2 separate regions of the Zea mays genome follow, and region 2 is linked to region 1. The links are chromatin contacts, called in public Hi-C maps. All regions are on one chromosome and are shown on one strand. The core of a region is the stretch at or near the end of the contact, and the rest is flanking DNA. Distances in the headings are between cores, read along the strand shown.

The links. Hi-C and Micro-C count contacts between places; a contact is called where the count stands out from the background.
Region 2: a contact with region 1 is called in a Hi-C map of leaf, with 7 times the contacts expected there. The contact joins the promoter of LOC103634768 here to the promoter of LOC100193171 in region 1. A contact is called at or near these places in 3 of 25 Hi-C or Micro-C datasets (ear, leaf and tassel).

Annotation. Positions count from the first base shown.
Region 1 is chr8:10,065,299-10,069,303 of Zm-B73-REFERENCE-NAM-5.0, reverse strand. It overlaps LOC100193171 (putative protein kinase superfamily protein), which reads left to right and starts at 1,951. Exons shown (of 5, transcript NM_001358677.1): 1 at 1,951-2,075. It overlaps LOC542671 (Ser/Thr receptor-like kinase 1), which reads right to left. Exons shown (of 3, transcript NM_001112189.1): 3 at 3,758-4,005. The coding sequence ends at 3,964.
Region 2 is chr8:10,349,765-10,353,769 of Zm-B73-REFERENCE-NAM-5.0, reverse strand. It overlaps LOC103634768 (CDP-diacylglycerol--serine O-phosphatidyltransferase 1), which reads right to left and starts at 2,263. Exons shown (of 14, transcript XR_002264284.1): 1 at 2,058-2,263; 2 at 512-700; 3 at 239-304; 4 at 1-59.

The DNA.
Region 1 (4,005 bases), core at 702-3,201:
GCCGAGCCGGGCCCACCTGCCAGACTGGGTCAGCTGCGGTTGCGCGCGCGAGACATCTGCTGCGCCGCGCGGTAAATGGCTACTGGGCCGAGCGAGTTTGGGCCCAATTCGGGTCCTGGCTCCTTTTTCTTTTTATTCTTTCCTGTTTTATTTTTTTCTTCTTTTCATTTTCAATTTTCAAATTTGAATGTGGGTCTTGTTATGAATTTAACCCTTGGTCAAATGTTCAACTTCATTTCTCTAGTGTAAGAATAGTATTTGTTTTTATATATTTATTCTCACCCACAAAATATTTTATTTCTCCTCCTTTCTAATTTCTAGAATTTCTTTTACATCTTAAATTCCACTTTGGCCTTTAGTGTATCTCTTTTCACATTATTTTTATGTTGTCATAAAGTGCACACAAGAGTGAAAAACCAGCATGATGCATGTTTTAGTGGTGTCCTTTATTAGCCTTTTATGTGTTTAAGTGAGGTGTCCACATGAATTGATAAGTAGAGATGGCACCAATGTATATAAAGGAATATAATTTCTCCCTTTTGATTTTCTTACAATGTAGGTATTACACTCGTGTCGGGTTGGCCCAGTCACTATTAAATGGGTCGTGCCTCGGGCCGGCTCGCCAGACACGACCCTTTGGCCATCTATACCTCCACACGATAATGATGGTCCTCGGCTCAGTTGCCACCACCTCGTTCGTCATTCTACTTCTTTTCTCTCTCCCCTCATGCCTCCACCTCCGCGCCACCCCATTCTCGACAGAGGGCGTAGGAGCATGCACCTCTTCCCCGTATTCGCCCGACACCATCCCCGACACTGACTCACGCAGTGGCTATTGCACGTCCACGAGAACGTTTCACATTATGTGCGCACCATCGTTTTCGTCATCGTTGGACGTCCCGTTCGTCTTCCCGGCCTTCGCCCTGTTCTTCCTCCCCAACCTACTGCCCCACCCACGGTCGCAATCATGAGCCGACTGATGCTCGTCGACGCGGGTACGAGACGAGTCGGTCATGCTCCTGGCCTTTCTCTGTGCGTGCCGTCGAGGAGGACATGGTGGCGCCTGCTACGCTTTGGTTATCTTGGCGATGAAGAGTCCAGGTTTGAGATATTGGACAACCAAGATCCGTAGCGTGGCAGCAGTCGTCATATGCTACGAAGTTGGTGGTGGTGTTGTGTCACATCGGTGGGTCTAGGGCTAGGAAGATACTCGCATTCTCTCGCCCTTCTCGGATTGACGTCTAGTGCGTGTGCCTCTCGGTTTGGAGCTGCTCCTGTTGGGCTTTTTTTATCTGCTTGCGTGCTCTCTCCCTATATATCTAGCGATATACTACCTATGTCGCCTCCAGATTCTAAGGTCTTCGTCGTGTCCTTCTCCGGCAACGAACATGTATGTCCGCCTCTTCTCTTCCCCTCCTGTTGTACGAAACCTTGAGTGGGAAGACAAGTGATGGGGTCTCTAATTTGCTGCCTTTGGTACCCGTGCGTTTATAAAAAATATTATGCGAAGAGCGGAGACAATCAATAAAAAATCTTGATATCTTTTTGGTGGATAATTTATGTAGGTATTGTTGTGAGCTGTCGCAACACACGAGTAACCGACTAGTATATATAATTAATGTACGATCAACTAACTAATAAAAAACAGAGGCCCTTCAAAATACGTTCGGTTGCCTTTTGTTTAACAAAATATTCCCCATTCGAACTCCGAATGCTTTTCTACATGAGCTAAATCAGGCCCATGGGCCATTAAATCACATCTCCTCGCTCTGACGGCCACCTGTTACAGCCGACACAACGCCATTGTTCGTCGCACTTTTTTTTGTGTGCGCCGCCCGCTAAACTACGCTACGGCTACACGGCTACGGATTTCATTTCACTAGTACCTCGTAGCCACCACGAAGGAAGTCGCCAATCCCAATGCCAGGAAGGAAGTCTCACGAATTCCCTCATGTGCCGATGTGCGCACCGCCTCCGAATGCTGGAACGGGTATTCCTCTTCTCGCCGCCGTCCTCCGCTCCGGTGAGGGTCGCTACCGCTTTCCGGATGCGCTTCCTACTCGTTACTGACAGAGGTAATAACACCTTGCTTTTGCATACCACGTTGCTAGATTTTAGGACAGTTGCGCTCACAAACCTGGGATATATGCGGGGTGACATTGTTACTTGGGGTGTGGCTGTGTGGGGAATAAGAAACTATGCATAGTTCAAGTGCAGAGCTAGGTCTGACCCTGATGGTTTGAAGTTGAAAATCACTGTACGCACTGTATTACTGCAGTGCAAACTCTAGCTAGCAAAGTGGATGACCTGGCGACTTACTTGGCTGGCTTCGTCCCTGGCACAATTTAGGTTATAGTGTCTTTGCATCTTGACCAATTATGGCCCATCGGAAGGACATATAGAACACATTGCTGAGGTTTAGTTGTTTATCAATTACCCAGCATGATGAATTTATAATAACTCTTATGCACCACAAATAGGAAAAGTAGAACACCTTGTTCCACACACACACAAACACAAAAAAATGAGATAAAAGAGTAGAACACCTTTCTGAGTTATGCAGGGACTTGTTGTAGTACACAACATTGATGAGCACAGATAAATCAAAGGAACATATTTGTTCGCTTTGGATTAAAGCCGACTGTTTGGACTGCTGCAGCTGCAATTCATAGAGACAAAAACATTGTAGAAACAGTAGAAATACAAAGTTTTGGAAGGATAAGTGGTTAAATGGTAAGAGAATTAAAGACCTTGCTCCAAGTTTGTATAATGTTATACCCAAGAGGATTGTCAATAACATGACTGTTTATGAGGCAATTACAGATAGAAAATGGATCTATGATATTAAGGGTCCGCTGACAGTGGAAGTCTTAACAGATTATCTCCAGTTGTGGAATATGACTTCAGCTTGGCAGCTGCAGCCTGAGGTTGACGATAACATGTTTTCAGTATTGTTCCTACTGGCATCTATTCAGCAAAGACTGCTTACGAAGGTTTCTTTTTGGGGTTTGTGGTTTTCCCTCATCACAAGAAAATTTGGAAAACTTGGGCCTTGCCAAAATGTCGCTTCTTCATCTGGCTGGTTGCACAAAATAGAGTCTTGACAGCAGATAGGCTTGGTAAAAGAGGGCTGATTCATCCTGAGAAGTGCCCTCTTTGTGATCAAGAGGATGAAACTATCGATCATCTCCTTGTTACCTATTCTTTCTCCAGGGAATTCTGGTATCTGTTGTTAAGGAAATCTGGTCTGCATTCTTTGGCTCCTCAACCAGATGTTAGCTCATATCTAGGCTGGTAGGAATCGGTGGGGAATATTGCTAATGGACTCACAAAAAAAGGACTTGATTCCCTTATCATTCTGGGAGCCTGGACCTTGTGGAAGCATAGAAACAAATGCGTCTTTGATGGCTGCAGCCCTAGTGTTACCATGAGTCTTAGAGCTACAGATGAGGAAAGGGCACAATGGGAGATTGCTGGTGCCAAGGGGCTTTGCCATTTAGCAGCACCCTTAGCTGAGAATTAAGAAGGTCTGATGGATTCATTTATGTATGCTTCCTACTGGCCTCCGTAAGGAGGCCGTTTGTATTGGTCTTTTTTGGCCACCCCTTTTTCTGCTTAATATATAATGGAGCACAGTTCTACTGCGCTTTCGAGAAAAAAAGAAACAGTAGAAACCGGTACGGATTAAAGCCAACCGAACAGGTATATTTTCCGGAAAATCACAATAATTGAACAACACTGGAAATCAAATCCAATGTGATACGTCTCTAATTAAGTTACCACACATCGAAAATTAAAAGAGTCACAGTTCATGTGTCTGATACAGTGGAATGATCCAAATACTGTGTAATCTATTGCTAAGCATTACTAAGCTCACACATGAAAGTAAGCATAACTGCTTGTCATGCTTCCTAAAACATGGTGTATATCCTCCATGTTTTATGGCATAGGATGTCTTTCAGGCTAGGCATATGGCTTAGGTGGTATTGGTAAATTCTGTAACCT
Region 2 (4,005 bases), core at 1,014-3,513, 280 kb before region 1:
TTGAAGGTGCCTGAAGAAAAGAGTAAGCCAAAAAAACAGCAATCATCGCAAATACACCCCTGTTGACAAGAGATAGTATAAATTAGTCCAGAAGCCCTCCTTAAAATGGTAACTAACACATGAGACTAAGAAAAATGGTGATCGGAAATATTGAGTTCAGTTCAGCACCAAGGGAGCTTCATAAAAAAAATATAGCTGCAAGAAAAAGCAATAGAAGAGGACAAATCATTACAAATACCTCTTGACTGACCAAACACGATCAGCAGATGAGCTCCTTTCTGGATCGAGAGCACCACTTGCCCAACTGATAAGAACATGAAACAATACTTATCAAACATAAAAGTCATGTGCATCTGCGGTATTTTGGACAATATATATAATGATGATTCAAATTGAAGAAAAAGGTCCAAAAATACCACAACAGGCCATAACCAATGATATATTATTATTATTAAAAAAAGGCATGTTCGTGTCTATTAAATGTTCCACAGATAAAAGACTATGAACTCACATTAAAAGGCATGTTCCCGTCAGCAAGAGCGAGATCGTTCGAGGCTTGTATGCCCAAGCCGTCCATGGATCTACATCACCAAAGTAATCGAGTGGTCTTATACTACCATTGCAGACGGTGCCATTACATCCTCTGCGAGGTTCATGATGACCATTTGCCCCCATTACAACAGCCTTGGCAATTTACTATCTGCAAAAATATCAATAGCAGCACTTGAGAATGCATAATAATCCTACTGACCTTCGGATGACAAAAATTCACCACTCTTCCACGAAAAAAAGCAGCATGTATCTGTATCTCCAATACTTGCTAAAAACTAGCAAATGAAAAGCATGCCACTGTGAGGCCACAGAAAAAAAAGTATGTACAAGTGGATAAAAAGTCATGAATGGTCCAGCATATCTGGGAACAATCACGTGCTTAGAACAGAAGAACAAATTATGCATAAAAACATCAGGCTGTAGCTGTAGTCGTAACCTTGAAGCATAAAACCTACTTTGCTAAGTACAAGTTCTGCACTGCTTGCTCAATCATTTGCCAGAGATCACTTAATGAGCCCTACTCAGCTCCAAAATGGTTTCGGTGGCATTCAAGCTAGGTGCCAAATTCCAAACCCGAAACGCTTCCAGTTTCTCCAAAATAACAGAAGGGGTGTGGTGTGCTACAACCAGAGGCTGCGTCCGTTACAGCAGAGCACAGCAGAGAGCAAGGCCGAGCAAAGGAAACATACATTCCCATGAAGAAGACGAGGAGCAGCAAAAGGGATCGAGCAATTCAAAAGCAACACATAAAACAGCCCGTGGGTTAAACAAGTGCGGAAATAATTAGGGCGAACAGTGATCTCGTCCACATTAAGAAGAAACAAAAGCTATGACACAGCAGCTTTTGCCAGGCGGCAAAAAGGCCGAGAATTTGAAGCTGAAGGTGCGCGCATCAAATCCGGTGGGAATCCGAGAGCGCCCTCAGGTGAAGTGCACACCAGAGAAATGGTCAGCACGGGGCAAAAGCAAAGGCTGCTGCCTGCTGGAGAGTCAAACGCAGCAGAGCGATGCAGGGGGAGGGGGGACGCCTTACATGGCACTGGGCATTATGATTAACAGCAACAGAATAAGCACCGGAAAAGGCGGGGTCCCGTTGAGACCCGTCCCGTCCCCGCATGGACGCGAGAAACAACCGCGGTGGTCCGCCGCCCAACCCCAACGGCCAGGACGAATTAATTCAGAATCCAGGCCGCAACGATAAACCGGAACAGTAACTGCCGCTCCATAAGAGCCGGGTAGCCGCCGGCCGCCAGCGGCAGAGACCGTGGCGCTGCGTACGGTGTCCCACGAGCCACGAGAGAACGAGCCCGGGCATAACCGCAGGAACGGGGCGCGCTGCTAAAGCAGGATTAGGGCAGTAATATCTCCCCCCGAGCCGAAAAGCTAATCCGCGGAACTTGTGCGGGGATGGCAATGGCCGATGGAAACCGGAGCGCGCGCGGCATAGGAAAGGGAGGCGCAGGCGGGGTGGAGAGGAGGGGAGAAGTGGAGAGGGAAACACGTACGCGGTGGAAAGCGACAGCAGCGTGCCGGTCGTACGATCCCGCGTGCGGGAGATCCAGGCCGTCGAAAGCGACCGAGGGATTTGCGGTCCCTCTCCCTCCTCCCTCCTCGCTCGCTCGCTTTCTTTCTCTCCAACACAGCGGCAGCAGGCAGCACCGGCTGTTCGCAAGCGACTTTGTAGAAAGAGAAAGAGACAGGAGATGGAGAGAGAGGGGAGACCACGAGGGTGCGGGGGATATATAGTGAGGGATAGAATGGAGTGTATCCCGCGAGAATAGGAAGCGTGATTCTTACCAGAAGTTTGTTTGGGATTATAATCCACCTAGATTATATAATCCAACAATTTTTGAACTAACTCTTAGTTCAAAAGTTGTTAGATTATATAATCTGGATAGATTATAATCCCAAACAAACACCCTCTTAACTCTAACAACTAGTTTAGGAGATAAAATACGGGAGAAGAGTGAGCGCTAAAATCAACTTCTTATTTAAAATCTCTACTACTACTTATGTTAGTAGTGTAGGCGTCCACACACTCCCTCGGCGCACGGTTCTGCCTCTGCAGCCGCGATACCTTGCCCCGCTTCCGTCAATCACGCGCTGTCAATCACGCGCCTCGCCCAACCACCCCATCCACACCCCCGTCCGCCCAGATCTGGATCCCGCCCCGGTCATCGGCGCCTCCTCCCCCGCGCGTCCGAGACCCGGATCCGCAGCTTCCCCGTCAAGCTCCCCAGTCTCTCCTCACCTTCCTTCCCTCCCCCTCCCTGCTCGGTCCGTATGGCGGCTTGACGGCGAATCGGATCTTCCTCGGCCTCCTCTCCCTGCGCCCCTCTGGTCGCCATGGAGTTCGCCGCCCGGACCTCCAGCCACCGCGCCTCCCGTCGCCGACCGTCAAGCGCCGCATTGGACGCTCCTCCCCAACCCTGTCGTCCGCGGATCTCCCTACACGACCATGGATCTCCCCCTGGCCACCGTCCGCGGATCTCCCTGCACAACCTAGCTTTGAAGCAGTCGCAGCGCGAGTTTGCCGCCTGTGTGGAGGTTGTGGCCGCCGTCGCTCAGATCGACCTCTGTTTCACGCCTTCGTCTCCGCTGCCCTCAGCCCCCTTCCGCTCTCAGATTTCGGCATCTCTCGGACTCACTAGCGTCCTTCTCTCCTCCCGCGCAGATGCTTCGCGGCGGCGGCGAACCGGATCCGGCCGCTCGCCAGGGCCTTCTGCGGCGCGCCGGCCTCGCGAGCGAATGCGGGGGCCAACGGGACGCCCAACCTGGACATGTTGCAGAGACGGGACGCCCAGCCTGGACATGTCTCCGCTGCCCAGAACGATCCGCACGTAATTCTCGATCGCTCGTAATTCTCATGCCTTCTGACTACGAAATCTAGCGTTGTTCTGGTAGGAAATTGACCGAACTCTTCCCCTTTTCAGGCAATGACGCAGCTCCTCAAGGGCATCAACAGCTACAGGTCCTCACTCAAGGTCCCGGCGCTGTCCGAGAACAAGAACGCGGCATGCCTGGCCGAGCAGCTCGCGAGGCAGTTCAAGGGGCAGGAGTGCACCAACACGTCCGTTCAAGGAGGCCATTGATTTTGGCCTGTCTGTATTTTTCATTCCAGGTGTAGTTTGTTTTCCTTTATCTATTTGTCTACGAAAGAGAGAATATGTTTAGGATTTCAGCAGAGAGAAATGGTTAATAAGTACAAACGAGAGTTAAAAGTTAGCAGTTTATTTAGTGGTTTTATCTTAACATTTTTTTCTTAACAAAACACCGGGCAAACAAGGAGAAATGATAATTGCCACTGTAATATATAATTTACCAATGCACTAAACCCTGACCTTTTAGGTGAAATAGACCCTCATCACCAATCTTACATGAGTCCAAGTTCAAGCACTCCAAGCTGACCAAATCTGAAAGGAACATAGAGCATCAGAAAAGAATTAAAAACAG